Regions from separate parts of the Rattus norvegicus genome. Here region 2 is linked to region 1. Evidence: chromatin contacts called from public Hi-C data. All regions are on one chromosome and are shown on one strand. Each heading gives the region's core, a stretch centred on a gene start, on an enhancer-like site or on the middle of the called end of the contact. The rest is flanking DNA. Distances are from core to core; before and after follow the strand shown.

Region 1 (6,439 bases), core at 1,007-3,506:
AAATTGACCAGTGATACAACAGACATGGCTGAGAACGACGTCTTCCCACAAAGCAGTTGTTCTCAATGTTAAGACACATAGACACACCTGGGAAACTTCATAACGCCCCAATATTCACTGCACTGCAAATAAATGCGACCTGGGCAGAGTGGGGTGCTGGCATGAGAGGGGATGCTCCTTCACTTTCCCTAAGGCCTGTCCCGATAAGTCCATCCTAAACTGAAGAGATGTTAGATCGAAAAAATGTCTTTACACACCTAATACCACATGCTAGCTCAGCAAACAGCCAACTGTAGAGGGCCAGTTGTCTGCCTTCACTGGTCTGTCAGCTGTGTCACTCACTCTTAATGCTCAGCCTGGATAGAGAGGCCCACAGGCCATACCTCTGTGCAGCAGGGAGAGTGGAGAGAATCCAAGGACAGAATTCAAAGCAGGTGTTCTAACCCAGTGTACAGCACTTACCCACCACTGTCAAGTCATGACGTCCTGAGCTGAACCATTGTAAATCAAGAACTGTCTTGTCGTTTTTTAAAAGCTCTCTGGTGGTTCCAAGTGCAGCCAAGGTTAAGAAGTAACAGCCCTTGAGGGAGTTTCTAAACTTACAGAACTCCCATGTGGGGATAGAAGTCTTTTCAAACTGCACTTTGAAGGGTTGTTTTCTTTGAGACAGGCCCAGGATGGTTAAGGATGGTCTCAGAATGGCTATGGTGGCCTTGAGCTTCTGTCCCTCCTGCCTCAACCTCTCAAGTGCTTCGATTACAGATATGCCCCACCACAGCCAGTTTACCCCATTCTGGGGATCAAAGCCGGAGCTTCATTCATGCTAAGTCAAGCACTCTGTTCACTAAGCCACAGCCCACCACCCCGCTCTCCGGCCCTCCCTCAGCTCCTTCTAAAGATCAGATTTGTCGACGAGATCCTCACAGAAGATGCCCCGTGTTTGCCAGAAGCGAGGCTTGGTACCTTGGAAGGTAGTTCCTGGGCAGATGGGTGCTCCTCCAGGGAGGAGGCTGACAGAATGTCATGGGGAAGGGGAAGAGAGAACCAAACGTGCATCTGTCTGCCTTCATCCTGACAGAGGACAGAACCTCCAGGGAAGCCAGGCTTAGTTTCACCACTGACCCTGAACTATGCTTTGTTCTACAGGTTCGGCAGGAAGAAAGTCCTCTTTGCCACCATGGCTGTGCAGACTGGATTCAGCTTCGTGCAGATTTTCTCAACCAACTGGGAGATGTTTACTGTGTTATTTGCCATCGTGGGCATGGGCCAAATCTCCAACTATGTGGTGGCCTTCATACTCGGTAGGAACAACTTTAAGGTTCAGGGCACCTTCATGCAGTCAGCCCTGTGAAAGGCCAGGGAGGAGGGAGACACTGAGTGTGCGTCTACACCGTCCTCAAACTTGGACACGTGTGTGGTGGAGGGCGCTGCGGCTTTGGGGCACCTTGTGCCTGTCACAGCAGGACAGGGGCTCACAGAGGGGGATGGGGTATACAGGAGCTGAGTCACATTCTCGGGAGCAAGGGGCTAGGGACAGGAGGTTCTGGGCAGGGAGACAGCAGGGATATGAAGTCCGTGGTCTGGGCTATTAAGGTGGAAGGCTGGTGGTCTAGAAAGGGACTTAGTGGGGTTGATGTGGCATATATAGAGGAAGGAAAGGCACCTGCTAGGTGGCAGGATTCTGTCCCACCTGGGCAGATCTGCTTTGGCCTGAGTCTGAGCCCACACCCAGAGCATATGAGCTCCGCACGGGACAGCTGTGCCTCTCTGATAACAGTCCTACTGTAGGAAAGCCAGGCTGAGGGAGGGCAAGCCATCAGTTCCTAGGCCTCGGGGAGGCCCTGGACACTGTCCAGCTTTTCTGGGGGAGGAGATGAGGTGAGTTTCATGGAAATTGTTCAGGGTGTTCTCAAAAGTGTGATCCCCACCACCAATATACTCTCTAACACCCCCTTATTCATTGAGAGGGGGTGAGAGGGAGCACCCACAGCACAATAAACAAAACATCCTATAATATTTAACACGATCATTCTAGTTGGCCCGGAATTATCCCAGTTTCTCCCCATTGTTCCAGCATAACTATTGTTTGTGCCCTGTGATAGGAGTCGAGTGGGCTTTCCCGCACCTGGCTATGTGGTTCTGATCGCTCTCAGGAGCCTGTGACTCACTGGCCTTGGCCGTGGTATGTTCTGTTAGCCAAATACATGCGCGCCCTCTGTCAGGTTGCCAAGGTGGAATTGTCCAAATTCCATTCCTTTAATTATTGGTGAAGGGCCTCTTGCCACAGGCCCAGCCTCATGTTGGAGGAGAGAGGCCTCACGGGAAGAGATAGAGCAAGCGGGAGCCCCACGGTCCCATGTGCCTCAATAGATAGCCCTCTCTTAAGCAGGCCATGGCATGAAGAGAGGGGTTCTCGGCCTTCCAAGGATGAGGGGTGGAACAGGAGTCTTTCCGAGGTTATCTGTGAGGATGTACATGTGGTTTCAGGAGACAGAGACAGGAGAATGTTCAGTTTTAGGACAGCCTGGACTATGTAGCAAGACCATGTCTCATAAAAGAACAACGACAACAGCAACAACACCTTACCATAACAAATACTATTATTTCTGTAGAAGGCAGAGAAGTTTGCGTAGAAAGAAAAGAGCTGCAAGCAACGAGTGATGTAAGACCTGGGACGGGTGGGATGTGGAAGGCCCTCTGGAAGGAAAGACAAAGGCAGAGCAGCCCAGGCTGGGAGCAAGGAGTGGTGTGTGTGTGTGTGTGTGTGTGTGTGTGTGTGTGTGTGTGTGTGTGTCTGTCTGTCTGTCTGTCTGTCTGTCCATCTCTGCCTGTCCGTCTGTGTGTATGTATGCATAATTATGAGCACAGGAGTGTAGGTAGGTTGAGGCAGAGGGAAACACTGGGTGCCCTTCACAGTTGCTCTCTGCCTAGTTTTTTTTTAATTAATGTTGATTTTGTATGTGGAAGGGGGTGTACACAAGCCATAGCACATGTGTGAAGAGCAGAGAACAAGTTGTGAAAGTTCATTTTCTCCTTCCACCATGCTGGGTTCTGGGAATCAACTCAGCTGATCAGGACTGGCACTGAGCCAACCAGCTAGCATTCACCTTACTTTTTGGCACAAGCTCTTACATTATACTTGGAGCTCTCGGGCTAACTTACCCCAGAGGGCCTCCTGTCTCTGTCCCACCAGCACTGGGGTTTCAGGCGTGTTCCATAGTGCCCAGCTCTGTTAGGCAGGTCCTGGGCATTTGAGCTCACTTCCTCATCTTTGTGCGGCAAGCACTTTATCCACAGGTTCAGCCACCCAGCCGCAGCCACAGCCCCCTCACGTCCCACAGCTCTGGCACTGCCTTCCCCAGCCCTCCCTTCTCCCCACGTGACCATGGCCTCACATGCAGGGTAGAGAAGAAGAGGGCCAGGTCAAGGGTAGTTTGGAGCTTAGGTGTGTCTACAGACACAGGGCTCCCTGTCTACCTGGGCCCATCCTTCTCATTCTAGTGGGCTCAGAGGGAAACTGATAACATTAGGTTCTGGGATAACACTTGTGTTAAGATCTGAAGGCCTAAGACTGTCACTGATCTGTCCCAGAACAGACGGAGTCCCAGGCAGCTCCTGCAAAGGAGGACTTGGTGGAAGGACAGACATGGTGGCTGCTGGTTTTCCTGTGGCGCAGCAGCGCCCCCTGGTGTTTCAGGAATAAAATAGCTACTTTCCAGGCTTTGGGGGGTTTTTTTTGTTTTTTGTTTTCCCTCGAAGCCAGATTTGAACCCAACAGATTGTTGTTATTTGAGAATTTCCCTGACCTTTGATTCCCCCCTTCTCTGGAAATCTGAATGCTTGAGATGGCAAAAGTTCATCCTGAAGATTAATCTTTGCATTGATTCCAGAGCCCAAATTGTTCCCAAAGCAGCACAGAAATGAGCCTTCTTCTGAGCTGCTCTTAAAAACTTCACCAGGCTTGCAAACGTCTCGGGGTAATACAAAAGGCAAGCCAAACTCAAGCTCCTCAAAGCAACACAGGGTGGATGCACCTCCCAGAGCCGGGGAAGTGGGACTCAAAATCAGGGTCAATGACCTTCTCACACCCCAGCTTTCTAGACCCCGTGACAATCTCAGGCATAGTACCCTCAACCTGCCTATAGACTTCTGGGTAAAATGCTAGAGTGGTTTTCCTTCATCCCCTGGGTAATGAACCGCTTCTCTGTAAGGGAGGACTTGGTGGAAGGACAGACTTGGTAGCTGCTGGTTTTCCTGCAGCGCAGCAGCGCCCCCTGGTGCTCTATCTACAGAAAACCTCCTGCCTTGATTGATCCACTAATTTAGTATTTTCCCCGCACTTCTAACGTCAACACCCAGCCACTACCCTGCCCCACCCCTGCTGTCCTTGCTGTAGCATCTCTTTACACATGTTTAAATCTTGCTTCCTCCAGACCATATGTTTCCCTTTCAATAAGCACGCGCCTGATTACGTGTGCTCTGTAATTCTGGCTCCAGGGACCTCAGACACATTTGAAATTTAACCGCATTAGTTACACAGCTTTTATCAGCCACATACTTATTTTGTATAGCTTTTCGCTAAAGTATTAATGTACTTTTTATACTAAGGATCGATCCAAGGGTTTCTTGCACACACTATCTAACTGATCTACACTCCAGCCCTTAAATGCTTTAAACTTGAAAAATAAATGTCCTGATCTATTTGAATGGAAGGACATAGCCATATACCACAGGCTAGCTTATCTCAAAAACCCGGATTTCGTTTTCTGTGTCACGACAGAGGAAGCCCCCTGAGCACATTGCTCCCCCAGTCACAGGAAGCAGAGAGAGATAGATGCTTGTGCCCACCTGGACTTCTCCTTTCTATTCAGCCCAGCACCCTATCCCACACCCTGCGCCCACCCACATTTATGGTGGGCCTTTCTCCTCAGTTAACCCAATAGAAGCCTGATGAGGTAAATTGTCAAAGCTGCTCCATCTCCTGGCACGTGCACACACACCTCTTGCCACCCACCCTTATGTTCTGGATCCCAGATGGAAAGCACTCACACAGGCACGCGCACACACACAACCTGTATATTTTAGTAAGCCTTAATTAGTTCAATAGTTAAGCCACTCCTGAACCTTCGTGTGGCTAATACACCCCACTCTGATATTCCTGAGTTAATGCTTACTAAATCTTTATTTTATCCTTGCTGCCCTGGACTCTTCTGGTGCCCTCCTGAGGCCGTTTTCCCCTTCGCACCTACATTTTGGCCGTCTCTCCCTCCTGCACCTTCCCAGTGTGGTCCATCTCCTACACCCTTGTCATGGAGGAGTCCTTCTTCCTTCTCTCCTGAATTTCTTGCCAGGGATCCTAAAAGTCCCGCCTCTGTCTTCCTGCCCAGCCGTTGCCTGATGGCAACTTTATGTCCCATTCAGAGACAACTAGGGGCAGGGACTCTCAGCACAGACATGTGGGTTCTGGAGTGATTTCAGGAGCCCATTAACACAAATAGCATTAGAACCAATCCACAACAGAAACCCCTCACAAACATACCAGGGATTTGTCTCCTAGGTGATTCTAGATCCCATCAAATTAACAAGGAGTATTATCCATCACAGGGGACTTAGCATAGAGGAGCCCACGCTCTCTCCCCATTGTAATGCAGGACACTCCTCCCTTAATCCATCTGAGCACATCTATTTCCCAAGTTTGTTCCCTGAGCTAGAATCGCCATAGGTTTCAGTTGCATTGTGTTGCCTGTCCTGCTGCCTCATGGAGAGTGCCTAGTGCTTCCTGGGGCTGGATGACAACATTTTGGTGCAAAGGGAAGGCAGCCTGCCAGGTAGAGGGACCAACTAGTGGCATAATCTCCTAGAGCTGCCGTGGCCTCATCAGAACCAGGGCATGCCCTTTGATTGGGATGTGAGAATTTTGTTCTCCAGAGACATTGAGAAGCCAGACTTTGCCTAGGATCAGGAGCCCATGAGGCAGAGGAGGACAGAGATCTGGGTCAGCAAATCCAGAAGTCATCTCTGCCATGAGTCTTTTCCCCAGGTGAGCACACAGAGAGTTCCTTGCATCTGCCAGGCTTGGGGCCCTTTCCTGGTGTTCCTTACAGAGAACTGCTTGTCTCTTAGCCAGTTTAATGATCAGCCCAGGAAGGACTGAAAGACATTCCACCTCACAAGGCAGGAAAGACACATCTCTTGTTATCTCCACTAGCAGCCCAGCTGAAGGACTGGTTCATAAGACAAAGGGCCTGCCCGGGGAATTTTCTCCTTGAAGACTAGACACGCATAGTTGAGAGATACGCCTTACATCCTGGCTTTATCACTGTGTTTGGGTTCATTTGTTTGCTCTGGGATTTTGATTTGTTTGTGTTCTGTTCATGTGTGAATGTGCATGCGTGATGTTCAAGTGTGTGTATGTACATGTGTGATGTTCATGTGTGAA
Region 2 (6,439 bases), core at 2,924-5,423, 120 kb before region 1:
CCATAAAAGCCTTAGGACCCAAATTTGTTTCTCCAGGGATCACCCAGAGCATGCTGTCTAGTGAGAATGGCCACACCAATGAACTCTGGGCTAGACTAAGAGGCCCTGCCTCTATGAATAAGGAGGAAAAAATAATCAATGATGGTTGATTGGTTGATTGATTGATTGGTTGATAATTCCTGACATCACCCTCTGGTCCAACCCCCACCCCACCATCGCACACAAATAGAAGAGGGTGAGGCTGGTACTTTTGTAAGATTCTATTGGCTACACATGTATGATGAGAAAGAACTGGCTAATCGGGGGAGGGAGGAAGATGCGGGTATAGTGAAGACAGACTTCCTGGGGGCATTGGCCATCCACCTTGCAAATGCACTTCTAACAAGTAGAGAAAGTACCTTAAACATCAAACCGGGGCTCTTTGGCACTTCCCTACTACTGACCTCTTAATCCCCAACGTTTTGCAATAACAACACTATGAATAAAGTTTTGCTAGAGTGTAGAAGAAATCTTTATAAAAGTTAAGAAAATTCTTCAACGTGCACCAGCCCTGGGAAGAATGTCCAAGACAACTGGAGGTCAACAGTCTGAGGATCTTTTGCTCTGCCTGGTTAGAAATCACAGAAAGCAAGAAGCTTTTCAAGCCTGGCTGGTGAGGGGTGGAGAAGGGTTCTCTGGCTGCTACCATTCCCCTCAGCCTTTGGCTGCTGAGAGCAGAAGCAGTAGGTCAGCAGAAGGAGCGTCAAGTGGCGCCCTCTAGTGTTATATCGATGTGCACGCCTATCTAGACCCTGCATCTTGGGTCCCAGCAGCCCCTCAGTTATTGGCCCAGGATCTCAGACCCTTGTTCCTGAGCCTTGACAGTTATCATGCCTCTGCTACTTCTTTTTGCGTGCGTTATCAGCTCTGCTTGCAGTAGTAGAAGTACATGCGACATCAGACCCAAGAACAGGTTTCTTGTGAGTGGTCTTTTCTTACCTACAAGTGTCAGCAGAAGAGAGTGTAATGGGCTTAGCCTGAGTGGCCTGTTCACATGACCCAAGAAGGGACATTTGGACTAATCACAGCCATATTAGAACTAATACAACCTCCTCTTAGGACCAATCACAGCCATTGAAATTTGTGGTTTGGACCAATCACAACCTTGCCTCTTAGTCCCTCTGCCAGACCACAAAAGGAAGTATTGTCCTTCTGGCCAACATGGAAATACTCCAGGGTCATTTAGAGTTCACCAAGGTTTATGATAGAAAGTCTGGTCGTTCTAAGCAGCTCTGCACTTCCAAAATGGAAATGATAGCTGTGATGATCGTCGTGTAGTTTCCTTAAGGTATATAGGATCATAGACAGTCCTTTTGGCATAAGACAGCCAAAGTTAGGAAGGTGGTTATAGAGCAGAAGACATGGTTGTCAGAGGGTGTTACAGGCTAAGATCTAATCATAATACAGGGATAGGATCATAATTCCTTAAGTTAGAAATGATAGTAATTGGGGTTGGGGATTTAGCTCAGTGGTAGAGCGCTTGCGTAGCAAGCACAAGGCCCTGGGTTCGGTCCCCAGCTCCGAAAAAAAGAAAAAAAAAAGAAATGATAGTAATTTATCTGACAAATATGATGGACTGGATATCAATTATATATCATACTTTGTAATTTATATGATTGTTATGGTTTTGTTCAATTTATGTCTGGGAGAAGAGGGTTTTGTTTGCTGTTGCTTTTGTTTGTTTGGTTGGTTGGTTGGTTTTTTTGGACAGAAAAGGTGAGACGTAGAGGGTGGTTCTGAAGCTAAGGTCCTGTTTTCCAATTGGTTCATGGTCTATCAATAAAGATGCTAATACCAATGGGCTGGGTGGAGTGGGCAGGACTTCCGGGGCCCCACAGGCAAGCTCGCAGATGCACAGGAGATTTTTGCCATGTTTCAGTGGAAGCAAAGGTGACCAGCCATGTGAGATCTTGGGCAGAGCGGCCACAGGCTGCTTCTCCAGGAGGAAGTTAGGTTGTTGAGCTGGTACTAGGTGTAACTAAGCAACTAATGTCAAGGGCAAATTTAGAGCGTGGGGCTAAGAGTTTTCGGAAGGGCATGCCCAGCAATTGAGCCAAGAAGGCAAGTTGAAATTAAGCAACATGTGGGTCTGTGTTTTTCATCTGCGGATCCAATATACTCTGGGCAGGGGCTGGCAGTGTGACCCATTCCCAGAGCTTAAAGCAGGTAGCAAAAACTACACGCAACCAAGATTATGACAAGGTTAAAGGAGGTCACATGGCTACACATTAAGACTGGTGTCCTTGTGAAGTAGATTAGAGCACAGACAACAGACAAGAGAGTGACCATCAGAGGCCAAGTGGGAGGTCTCAGAAGAAATTCGACCTGTAATGTCTTGGACTTTCGTGCTGTAGAGCTGTCAAGAACAGATTCGCATCATCCATCCATTCCATCAGTAAGCGCCATTTTGTTTTGGTGGTCCTAGAATGCTCGTGCGCATTATGCCTTTATTAGACAAGCAAGGAGAAGGTTCCTTTTTACAATTAACTTCAACATTCTAAGACTGAGGTCAACTAGATTAAGAAACAAGGCACTTAGTTTTGTTTTCAGTTAGGTTCTGTTGCTAGGATAAGATACCCTAACAGGGGCCAGGCATGGTAGTGCATGCCTTTAATCCCAGCACTGGGGAAGAAGTGGCCGGTGGATTACTGAGTTTGAGGCCAGCCTTGTCTACCACTTGAGCTGGGACCACACTGAGAAACCCTGTCTTGAAAAATAAAAAATCAAACAAAAAAGCTGGTGGTCGGAACAAAGAGAATGAATGCATACATGTTTGCTTGCTTGCTTGCTATTGCTCAGCTCAATGTCTCTACTTTTCTATACTACATGGCCCCTGCCTAGGGAATGGTGCCACCCACAGTGGGCTGGGCTTCTCCACATCTATAAACTAACATAATCCACCCCCAAAACATGCCACAAAACAACACAAACTGGACAATCCCCCATTGAGACTCTTTTACAGGTGATTCTAGGTTGTGTCCAGTTGAGAGTTTTCACTTTGCAGGGCAAATTATCATGGACCTTAAGACAAAGGAAAACTGCCAAAAGACCTGAGAAGCGAAAGGGCATGTGACAGTCAACTTCCATGTCAAATTGACTAAACCATGGTGATCGACTGTTTGATCAGATGCCAAGCCAGCCTGTCACCGCACATAATAGAATGCCAGAGATACTATCTTAGTTTTGCCAAACAAAAGGGAGACTTATGTTGCCAGGCAGTCAAAAGGGCTGTAAGTACCAGAATATCACAGAGCAGCAAAAGAGAGAGGAAAGCAATGAAAGGCAGTGAACGACAGTTAAGTGAGAATTTCTCAAGCTTAGAAAGCGGGGGGGGGAGGGGGGGAAGACCAGCACACAATAGACGTAAGATTTATGGTGTACAGAGTTTAAAAGACCATAGTTTCTAGTAGGAAACTGGATGAAGCATGAAGTAGTAGGGTGGCATAAATTATATAATTGTAAACTATAAGATTACAGGCACCATACCTGGCTTTCTTTATTATTTTTAAAGCCCTCTGTATATATTTGAAACTGGTCAAACAGAGAAAGCACAGGCACACAGGCACACAACATTCTCTCTCTCTTCCTCCCTCCCTCCCTCCCTCCCTCCCTCCCTCTCTCCCCCTCCCTCTCTCCCTCTCTCCCTCTCTCCCTCTCTCCCTCTCTCCCTCTCTCCCTCTCTCCCTCTCTCCCTCTCTCCCAATGATGTAGACTTCTTCCAGCCAGGATGGGACAGAGTATAGTACATCAACTTTTAATCTCCTGGCATCCTTTAACATCAAAACAACAACAAACAAACAAAAACATGGCAGCCGGGACTGAAGAGATGACTCAGAAGTGCTGGATGCTCTTCCAGAGAGCACAGGTTTCAGAGCCAACACCCATGTACCATCCGGAACACCAGCCCCTGAGGATCTGAGACCAAACGTCTTTTATCTTTAATTCATTTGCAGATTGTAGACCTGTGGTGAGAGTGGGGGTCAGAGCACCTTGGGCAGTATGAAAGGACACTTGAAGACAAAGCAGGACATTAAGGGGGAGGAGGGACTTGCTCAAACATTCACCCTAGTTACTCATCGAGACACTCTACACTTTCTGGATTCTGAAGTTGCACAAGCTGGCAGGCTGGGATGTTAAGCAGAAAATCTCTGGCACAAATTCAAGTTTTCAAATTCTTTGAAAAGAAGAATTAGGGAGCAGTCTAGACACAAAATATCCGAGGATCAGACCCGAGGAATGGCCAATGGGGACAGAGCACGGTAAATACTCCAACGGGAAACCTTTAGGGGACAATAGCCTGGTGGGGGCGGAGGGCACACTATGTAGTCAACAAAAACTGCAAGCCAACCTTAATCAAGTCAGCTCAGGCTCTGGCTGGATCAAAGTCCCCTCTGCCTCATACAGTGTGAGTCCCTATGCATGAAGCCATCACCACCCAGGGCCTTTGAAATTTGTCACACACAGCATTCAGAATTCAATAAAATGCCAACAGCAGACCAAAAACCAGAACACAAGGTGACTTAAAAACAGAGAGAGCATGAAAGCCACAGAAAATGAAAACCACGGAGCTATCAGACAAGAACGTTCAAGGAACTGTTTTCATCAATCCAAGAGAAACATGGAGGAAATAAAAGAACAATTACCCAGAAAACTAGACCCATTTTTAAAAAAAAAATGAAGGGGCTGGAGAGATGATGCAGTGGTCGAGTGAACTGGAAGTTCAATTTCCAGCACTCACTTTAGACGGCTCACAGCTGCCTGTGACTCCAGCTCTGGATCTGACGCCCTCTTCTGGCCACAAATACACATTACATAAATCCTTCAAAAAAAAGAAAGAAGCCGAGGTGAGGTCAGTAGTGGAAGTGCTGGTCTAGTTTGCGTGAGGAGGCTCTGGGTTCAGTCTCCAGCGCTGGAGAGGGGGCTGAGGGAGAGGAATGGAGGTCCATTGAAAAGGAGAGTGGGAAGGGGAGGAAGGGAGGCAGAAAAGAGACAAATGAACCACCAGACAGACACACGGAATATCTAATCTTGAGCATCTGTAGGTGGGAGGCTAGGGGACGCGGGACAGAGGGTAGGACGTATGTGATAAAACACACGCTTTATCAACCAGATCGGCGTCTCAGGAAGAAAAGGGAAGGGAGAGACTGGGACAGAAATGATACTTAAAAGAGGTAATGTCTGAGAAATTTCTAGAACTCGTCAAACACCTCTGGTGGCAGATTCAGGATGCTCTGTAAACGCCCAGAAGGAAAACAGAGAAAGAAATCCTATGCGATGACACATCAAAGCCATGAAAAACTAAAAATGGAAACAATGTTAAAAGCTACTGGCAAGGAGAGGAGGGGTTACCTTCAGAAGAGCAACAAGAAGAGGAGATAGCCTTTGCTTTATTAGAACTAAAATTGAAAAAGACGCACGGCAGCAGAGGCATTTGGAAATGATAATGAACAAAGTTGAACTATCTATATCAGTACGAAAGACTAGAAGAAGACCCTAGAGACCATTAAATACAGAAGAGTGTTCCGCACCAACAGGCACCATTACACAGGATACTATACACAGGGATGCCATGATAAAATACCATACAATGGACAAAATGATCTATTTCTTTTTTATTTCAAAAGTGAAGATCAAAGCCAGGGTGCTATCAGATTGTCTGATGATTGTATGCCTTCTGGGTCAGCTATCCTCTTGCTATCTCTTCCCACGGCAAGAAGATAAAGTTCCCTGGAATAACGTTCATATGAAAACTGTACTGGCAGGGGCTGGAGAGATGGCTCATCGGTGAAGAGCACTGACTGCTCTTCCAGAGGACCTGGGTTCAATTTACAGCATCCACACGGCAGCTTGCAACTGTCTCTAACCTCTGTTCTAGGGGATCTGGCACAGACACATACACAGGCAAAACACCAGTATACATCTAAAAAATAAAAATAAATAAAAAATATTTTTAAAAGGTATACCGGCTAGCTCCATGTGAATTAGATACAAGCTACAGTAATCTAAGAGGAGAAACCTCAAAGGAAAAAGCCAAACGCCTCCCTAAGATAAGCTGTAGCCCTTGCAGACACGGTGAAAGACCCTGGGTCACCAACCCTTGCCTTGGGTTTTGAACATGTAAACAACACAGACTTCAAGCAGCTGTGCCAGTCGTTAACAGACTATGACCTTAGATTTTACATGTACGAAATTCTGAAAGCCCTGGATTATTGTCACAGCATGGGGATTGTGCACAGAGATGTGAAACCCCACAATGTCATGGTTGATCGTGAGGACAGAAAGCTTCAGCTAATGGACTGGGGTTTAGCTGTGTTTTCCCATCTTGGCTAAGCTTATAATGTCCAAGTTCTCAATATTTTAAAGGTTCAGAGCTACTTGTAGATTATTAGAGGAACAATTA

The links. A called contact is a pair of places that touch in the nucleus more often than the background predicts.
Region 2: a Hi-C map of the A7r5 cell line shows a contact between it and region 1, with 5 times the contacts expected there. The contact joins two enhancer-like sites. A contact is called at or near these places in 3 of 12 Hi-C or Micro-C datasets (the A7r5 cell line, the Rat2 cell line and mammary epithelial cells).

What each region holds. Positions count from the first base shown.
Region 1 is chr10:38,652,153-38,658,591 of GRCr8, reverse strand. It overlaps Slc22a4 (solute carrier family 22 member 4), which reads left to right. Exons shown (of 10, transcript NM_022270.2): 3 at 1,147-1,301. Among named protein-coding and RNA genes, the nearest start is that of Slc22a21, 22 kb to the right of the region's middle. Within about 2 kb of position 2,256, at least 13 of the 93 cell types and tissues checked have an H3K27ac peak or open chromatin away from gene starts, as enhancers often do. A contact at or near this core is called in the A7r5 cell line, where this site is marked.
Region 2 is chr10:38,776,640-38,783,078 of GRCr8, reverse strand. It overlaps the pseudogene Csnk2a1-ps1. Among named protein-coding and RNA genes, the nearest start is that of P4ha2, 36 kb to the right of the region's middle. Within about 2 kb of position 4,173, at least 9 of the 93 cell types and tissues checked have an H3K27ac peak or open chromatin away from gene starts, as enhancers often do. A contact at or near this core is called in the A7r5 cell line, where this site is marked.